3 separate regions of the Gossypium arboreum genome follow, and all the other regions are linked to region 3. Evidence: chromatin contacts called from public Hi-C data. All regions are on one chromosome and are shown on one strand. Each heading gives the region's core, a stretch centred on a gene start, on an enhancer-like site or on the middle of the called end of the contact. The rest is flanking DNA. Distances are from core to core; before and after follow the strand shown.

Region 1 (2,889 bases), core at 28-2,527, 330 kb after region 3:
TATGTGAATCAAATTTTAAATGCATTTATACTTATAATGAGCAACTTGAATATGATGCGTTTAAAAAAATAATCCTAAATTTTAAAGACACGGTTTCTTTTTTTTAACTTTTTGTCTAAGCTGTCAATGTGGTGAACATATATGTATAAAGTAGATCTAACATATTTTAAGTATGTTACATTAAATCCAAAATTAATGCAGGCTAGCGTTGTGTTAGTGAAAGAAGTTGATGGATATGATCTTAATTAGAGTGTTTCAAATAGTAGAAACTAGTTTAGAATTTTGGCCAGAATGCATGTGGCAACATATTAGAATTTTTTATTATTATTTCCGAACATATGGCTTGGAAAGTTAACAAACAGAGTATAAACATGATTTAGGATTATAAACCTGGATGAAGTAAAATTTCAAATTAATCTAGTATATGATGGAAGCAACCGAAAGCATCAACAAAATTTTTGTTTCCAAACATCATGTTAGTAAGGAAGAATTCCATAACTGGTTCTACTCCTACTGTGAGAAAGATCTCAACAATGAAGACATTCTATCCAACTGTCTCATAGATGGGGCCTTACAAGAATTGCTCTTCCACAAAATCATCTTTGATGTTAAAGAAGAAGCATCTCCACTGTCATCTATTAAGTTAATGTATATGTGGAACTGATCCATTGACAAGGATCCCTTCAACCCTGTGATCACATGTGTTTTACTTACTCTAGGGAACACCAGGGGCACACAATGTCTTAACAAAGTATTTGACTGAACCCCGGACGTTGATGCGGCCTGATCGCCACCTTGTCCGATGTTTCGAGCCAAATCCGGAACCCTTTCTCCTCCAATATGGTTGGCCGGAGGCGATTCTAAACTAGAATACTCTACAAGTGTTAGACAAATAGGACAGGTAGAACGTGCCAAAAACCAATTGTCAATGCACGGGACATGAAACAAATGCCTTCAGTTTGGCAACAAGCGTATAGTCTCCCCTTCCTTTAGTTCTCCCAAGCAAACAGCGCATTCAGTTTGATGAGTGCCCAATTCTTCATCTTTATCCCTGGAGAAAGACAGGATTGGAATTGTTCCCAGGATTTTCTGTTGAAGCCCAGTTGGTATGGAGGGATTTGTAGCATCATCCGGTTTATCTCCCCATCTTAGGCAGTATTTGACAAGTAAAAAATGGTATACAATTAGTGCTAGACAAGTGGCAACTATGCCGGCCAAGGAAATCAACAAAGGAGTCAGAAAGGACCCTGAATCTTGAGCACCATTTGCAGGATCCATAATTTACCATCTACAGGTCTTCTTTCAACTTTACAACTTGTGGTGGTAACTTTAAAAAGATGGGTTTACGAGAGTTTGCAGTTGGTGAAGCTGAAGAAAATGGACAAATTGTAGTGTTTTTTAAAACAGTTGAAACACTTTGGTCTTCTCTCAAGAGAGGCTGAAGACTTGAGAGATTACAAGTGGCATTCTTTGATAGTGGCCCACGTGTATGGTATGTAATTGGCCAAGTGTCACTTGTCTGGTAGAGTATGATTACGTTTGAGGATATGATGATATCACAATTCACATCTTATTTTATTTTACCACCTTATTTAAGATATAATAATTAAGATAATATGGCCTACGTTAGATAATGACACCAGAAAACTGAGTAATAAATATTTTCCTAAACATTTTAACATTTGAATTCATGAATAATTTATTTAGTTTTAAATATCAAATAAATAACATATCACAAAATAATTTTTTCTTCGTAAAAATAAAATAACATTTTGGAAATTCAAATTTAAAAGATATGAAAAAAGTATTCTCAATTTTCTCAAATAAATTTAACATATTTAATGGATCAAGATAGAAAGTTGAATATATTTTCTTTTTAGTTTAAGTAGTAATAAAAGTATAGACAACAAATTTTAAACGAGTGATGCAGAGTAAATTATCTTTTAAGAATACATGATAAAAATAATTATTCTAAGATAACATATCTAATGTCATGTAAATTTTGATATGACACATTGTAGGATTTTGGGTTCGAATATCAAAAAATATTGAATGACTCAAATTAGAAATTTTGTAAAAGAAATTTGATATTGGAGTTGAGAATATATAAAAAGAATTTAAAAAGTGAAAATGTGATAAAAAGAACTAAATAAGGTAAATTTTGAAAAGTATGAGGACCATTGTGCAACATTACCCAAAAGTGGAAAAATATGAATTATTATGGATGAGTTATCATGAAATAAATTGGACTATGATTCGGTGGAATGAAAACCACTTTTGAGACTAAATTAAAAATTTTAAATATTATAGGGATTGAATTGTAATTTTTCTATTTTATCGAAAAAAAAGCTAAAGTACAATTTTCATTACTCATAGAATTATTATAAATATTTTTGATGAATTATGAACTTGATTTGTTCTAACTATCAAATTTTAAGAAGAAATCTAAATTTGACAAAAAGAGATAAAAGATAATTTTGCCACAAAGGATAGTTTGATCAATTCTTAAAACTTAATGATGACAATAATATTTCAATATTATATTTGATATCCAAAATTATTTTGAATCATTAGAACCTTTTATTGATGAATCAGGCCATAATTTCACAAAGTTAGGTTTGTAAAAATTGGGTCAAGGCCTTAGGCCCTTTCGGGGTTCTTTTTAAATTGGAAAATACCCCTATCAACAGAGTTATCTTCTTTCTCAACCAACAGAAGCAACCATGGCTGCCCTCATCTTCTTCCTCTCCATTTTCTTCCCATTTTCTTTATTTTCTTTTAAAATCTTTACCTCCCATCTTGAGATAAAATTAAAATATTTATGAAATCAATTTCCTAAGCTCATTTTCTTCATCATGTCCAGCCATGGCAACCTAGAATTTCTTGGTT
Region 2 (2,700 bases), core at 147-2,646, 360 kb before region 3:
GGAAATAGATTCGAAAATAGGAAAATAAATAAAATAAAAGAGGAAACCTTGACAACGAATCGTTTTCTTCTTCAACTGCTATCTGTTTTTGATTTTTTTTTTTTGTATTTGAACACCTACTGTTTGTATTGATAATCCTCTTTTTTTTCAAGAACCCCTTTACATTCAGTTTTGTGTGGCTTTATAGCCAATTTCCAAACACTGTTTTTTCTATTGATCTTGCGTGTTCTTCCTTCTTTGCAGGGTGGTGGTTGATGGCAGAGCAGGTGGCTATCAGAGGATGCACATGGGGGCAGCGGCGCTCCTAGGGTTAGGGTTTTCTGATTTTTGCCAAAATTTGTTTAGGTAGTGGGCCATAACTTTGGGCTTTAGGGTTTTTTTTTATTTTGGGTTTAAGTTTAGGCTTGATGTTGTAAATAATTTGAAGTTTAATTGAGGCCTGGTCAAGTTTGGCCTATTACATACACAAGCAAAACAAATAACTAATTGATTTCATTAGTTTAAGTCCATCAACAATGGGGGAAAGCAATAGTTGAGCTAAGCCTTTCTTCGTAGCATGAAATAATGTAAGTAGCTATAGATATTATGCGTGTCATTGTAGCTCAAATGCTCAAAGCTAAATGCAGGTTACGTGTATTTGACACCATCAATTTAGGGTGAGTTTGGATAGACGGTGCGTTTACCTACGCTTAGTGTAAAAAATAGCGGTGACAGTGAGATTGGATACTGTAGCGATACTATAGCGTGAAATAAAAAGTAAGCTAAACGCACCGTACCGTCGCCCCAAACCCACCCTTAGTCTGCTTGCACCCTCCTAAACATTTTCCAAGGGTAAGAAAGTGTGGTTTTAAGATTAAAAGAATGACATTACTGCCCTTATTGTCTCAGTTACTATCAATAGCACTACAAAACTTAAAACCTATATTTGAAGGTGGTCTATTATATTCAAATAAAAATCACCCATAAAAGAGATTTTAACGAGAGAATGAGTAACAATAATATAAAACTTAACATAATGATATGTGAGGTGTCATTTATACTTTATGTTGATATATAAAATAAATTATTAATAACAAAAATAGATTAACATACAAGAATTAATATACTCATTTTTGAATAGAAAAATAAAATATAATTTAGTTTATACTATAAAGATTTTTATCATACTTTTATAAATTTAATAATTTTTTTAACATCAAATTACTTAATTGAAAATAAAGCTGAAAAGGAAAAAACTAAAGTAAAGGAAGGATATAGTTGAAAGAAACTAAACCGTTTACTTTGGGGTGTAAGTCGGTTAAACGGCGAGAATTTTACAGTAATCTGTTAGGGGTGAGGTAAATAAAACCTTTTTTTAAAGTATGAATTCACGAATATTTTACCGATAAATCAAGTTGTATTTAACAAAAAAGGTAGTTGCATTTTTATCTTTAAGATTTTCTTTTTCTTTCAATGGTTCAGATTAATTGCTTTTAATCAAACGGTTGATATTGTTTGGAGCCTATTTAAATCTGATTTTAACGAGCCTTCTTTATAATTTTCCTCCACCTATATTTATAGTCATTTTTGTTTCTGATTTTGGTTTTTCCTAATAGCCTAATAAGAAAAAGAAACCGATTTACTACCCTTTTGCCTTTGTTCCATCGATTTCTAGAGCTTCATGGCTGAAACCGCCTCTAACTCCGCCCCTTCTACCTCTACCACCGCCGAGGCGCCAGCGCCTCAAGAAACCAAAAAGACCACCGAGGCACCAGTAAGATGGGCCGATATGGAAGACGAAGCTTCGGAAGAACCGAGCACTTCATCGGAAGACAAAGGTGCGCCGGAACTCGGAGTTGAAAACCTAAAAATCGATGAAAGCAAAAAGATCAACAAGTTCCTCGACGAACCCGAGGACTCCAACATCAAAGCCGTATCTATCCCTGACCCTAAATACTTGAGCCTTTTCCTTTTTTGTTCGACTGAGATTTAGGGTTTTGACTTCTTCATGTTTTTGTTCGACTTTTGCAGGTCACATCTGGGGAGACACCATACACTTCAGCATTTACGTTTGAGGAATTGAATCTGTCCCCTGAATTGTTAAAAGGGCTATATGTTGAGATGAAATTTGAAAAGCCTAGCAAAATCCAAGCTATTAGTTTACCAATGATTTTGACGCCTCCTCACTTGGATTTAATTGCTCAAGCTCACAATGGTTCTGGTAAAACCACTTGCTTTACTCTTGGAATGCTGTCTCGTGTTGATCCGAATCTAAAAGCTCCTCAAGCACTTTGCATTTGTCCTACTAGAGAACTGGCTATTCAGGTTAAGTTCATGAGATCTTGAATTTTTTGAGGTACCAATGAAATCTGGGTTTTGGTTTTGATGTTAAAATTTGGCTGTGTTTTCTTGCAGAATTTGGAAGTGCTTAGGAAGATGGGGAAGCATACTGGGATAACATCAGAATGTGCTATTCCAATGGATAGTTCCAATTATATTCCAATTAATAAACGGGCACCCGTTATCGCTCAAGTAGTTATTGGTACTCCTGGCACTATTAAGAAGTGGATGTCAGCAAAGAAATTGGGTGTGAGTAATGTGAAGATTCTTGTGTTTGATGAAGCTGATCACATGCTGGCTGAGGTAACTTTTGTTTTGCTGGTTTATCTGCTTCTTGTTTTGATGAAATTAGAATTTGTAGTGCCTTGTTCTCAGTATTAG
Region 3 (2,707 bases), core at 119-2,618:
AACACAACTTTAGTGGCTTCACAGCATTTAGAAATGCCATTTTCTCATTTGGCATTGTTGCTATTGCAGCAATTAGAAAAACGTTGGTCCAAGTGCACTTAAGATTGTATTTTCCTCTGATTTAAGGGTTTGGGATTTTGAGTAGTAGTAGTAGGAATAGTATTAAACAATGATACAATTTATTGACCATTTGACAGAGTTACCCCTATTGAGATAATCCAACATAAGGCGCATATACTGCCGGAGCATATTAAAACGACAGGGTAATAGCACCAAAAACGCATGAAGCATGTCCACAGTTGCCCTCACATGATGAGCAATTAAGAGATGCTCTATGTAAACCCAACTTCATGAAACATGTCCACAATTTAGACTTGCCCTAACATGATGAGCAATTAAGAGATGCTCTATGTAAAACCAGCATCATGAAACATGTCTACACTTTAGACTTGCCCTAACATGATGAGCAATTAAGATGTGCTCATCTGAAATCCAACTTCATGAAAATAGATATTACCGACTAAATCCCACATTTATTCTATTTCATACAACAGCCAAAAGGAGGAAGAAGAGCGGACACTTTTGGTTTAGCTGCAGTTTCTGAAACATGTTTATCACTTTAAAAAAAATACAATAACCCAGCTTTCCTTTAGCACAAATTTTAGTTTCTTTGATGATCGAACAGCCTCTTAATACGCCCAAAAGGAAGGAAACGGTGATTCTAAAAATACAATACACATTAAAATTCCAAAGAAAAAAGAATTAATAGGAAAAAAATTTCCCAAAATCCAGCAAACCCACAATTATATTAATAAAAAGAAATTCTGAAGAAAGTTCGATCGAAGTCACAAATCCAAGTGAAATTAGTCAAATTCGCAGGCAATTTATATAAGAAACCCCCCTCAAAATAAGGCTGAATCGGAAAAAAAACGAAATAATAGAATCCAATAATCCAAATAAATCAATAGAGATTAAAGAGGTAACAAAGAAAACATACCAGAACCTGAACATAGCTCGCAAGCGGGTGGCTTGTTGATCGTTGGATAATCAATCAACCCAATAAATAGAAACCAAAAAAAAAATGAAAAACAGCGTTAGAGTCGTAGACGAAGAAAAGATTATTTGTTCCTTACAGAGTAAGAAAATATTATTTCGGATTTTTAATTAAAAAGAAACTGAGTCTAAGAGATTATATTTAAGGAGGTCTAAAATCAACGAGACAAAAGTTTTTTTAGTTCTTAAAAAAAAAAAAACAGTTTTAGGTACATTTGGTGGGTTATTATTGGTTTTGGACACCGACGATGAAGCATCTGAGTAGAAGAAACTTGTTGAAAAACAATTAATCTTAAAATATGTTATAAATTTAAAATTTATATTTAGAAAACTTTTTTTTTGAAAATTAATAACAGAACAACAAACATGATTAGTACGGTTTGAACTCAAGTCACATTGAGACAATAGCACTTTTAATCATTAGATCATCATATGGGTTCTTAATTTTAAAAATTTAATCTATTTAATTTTAAAATTATAAAATTCAAGTGGAATTGTTAACACTATATTTTTTATACTAACAAAAAAATAACAGTATTATTAATACTAGATGTGAATTCAAAAATATAAAAAATAAAATAAAAAACTTAAAATGATTAAATTTTAAATTTATAAAAATTACAATAACCTATTACATCTTTTAAAAAAAATTGGAAAATTCAGAAAAAACTTTCTTTTAAGCTTTAATGGGATCTGATCATCATCTTCTGATTTCGTTAATGTATAATTTGACTAATATATGAAAAAGTTCCTTATTGTTTAATTTAACTCTTATATTATTTTTGTAGTTAAATAAATTCCATAATTCTTTTACTTATAGAAGTTCTTTTGAAATTTTAAATTAATTTATATTTTATGCGAATGTGAATTTAATGAGAATAATTTATTAAATAAAAATCAAATTTTGAAAGGAAATTAAAAATTTTTAGGATGCTTATATACATAATACAATTAATTTTTTTAAAATACTTATCACTCTTTTAAGTTTTATATTAATATTAAAAGTGCATATAATTTTTATTGTATGCTCAAATATTTTGTTTCATTAATACTTTTCGAGAAAAGATATGAGAATGTAGTAATGAATTCTATCATTACAGATAGAAAATATTTATCTTATTCAGACTGAAACAAACAAATATTATTACAATATTTGATAATACAAAATTAGTTGAAAGCTTTAGAAAAGCTAATATATCAATATTAAAAAGTACAAAATTTGTGATGGTTAATCCATTAATTTTCAAATATATTCACTATTATGGATATCATATTGAGATTGTGAATAAGAAAATATTATATTTTATATGAATCAATGGAGGATTGAGTTATTGATTACTCTTGTTATTAAATTGAATTAACTTTGTAATGAGCCAAAATTACCCGGCCCAAATCACTAAATAACAAACCCAATACAAACCCCAAACTAACCCAAAACCTTAAGCCCAATACTATGGCCCAAATTTTTTTTTCAGAAACAGCAAACCCTAGCACTTAGGCACTCCCTTTGGCCGGCGCCGCCTCCACCCTCACACCACACCCGCATTTCGCGCCTCCACGTTCGCTCCATGTAGGTGTTACGCTCGCGCCTCCATACCTACGAAAAACTAGGAAGCAGTACCAGAAAGTGCAACGAAATAGGAGTAAGTTGTTT

What was found. Hi-C and Micro-C count contacts between places; a contact is called where the count stands out from the background.
Region 1: a contact with region 3 is called in a Hi-C map of leaf, with 4 times the contacts expected there. The contact joins the promoter of LOC108458946 here to the promoter of LOC108457870 in region 3. A contact is called at or near these places in 2 of 5 Hi-C or Micro-C datasets (both in leaf).
Region 2: a contact with region 3 is called in a Hi-C map of leaf, with 4 times the contacts expected there. The contact joins the promoter of LOC108465691 here to the promoter of LOC108457870 in region 3. A contact is called at or near these places in 2 of 5 Hi-C or Micro-C datasets (both in leaf).

The regions. Positions count from the first base shown.
Region 1 is chr4:95,000,838-95,003,726 of ASM2569848v2, forward strand. LOC108458946 reads right to left here and starts at 1,278. Exons shown (of 2, transcript XM_017758334.1): 1 at 968-1,278; 2 at 511-865. The coding sequence starts at 1,278. The coding sequence ends at 511.
Region 2 is chr4:94,312,084-94,314,783 of ASM2569848v2, forward strand. LOC108465691 (DEAD-box ATP-dependent RNA helicase 38) reads left to right here and starts at 1,397. Exons shown (of 8, transcript XM_017766072.2): 1 at 1,397-1,912; 2 at 2,011-2,304; 3 at 2,395-2,622. The coding sequence starts at 1,661. All of the region lies in intron 1 of LOC128291878 (a long non-coding RNA gene), which reads right to left.
Region 3 is chr4:94,672,258-94,674,964 of ASM2569848v2, forward strand. It overlaps LOC108457870 (vacuolar protein-sorting-associated protein 37 homolog 1), which reads right to left and starts at 1,369. Exons shown (of 7, transcript XM_017757056.2): 1 at 998-1,369. The coding sequence starts at 1,011. LOC108459605 (a long non-coding RNA gene) reads right to left here. Exons shown (of 2, transcript XR_001867387.2): 2 at 2,382-2,660.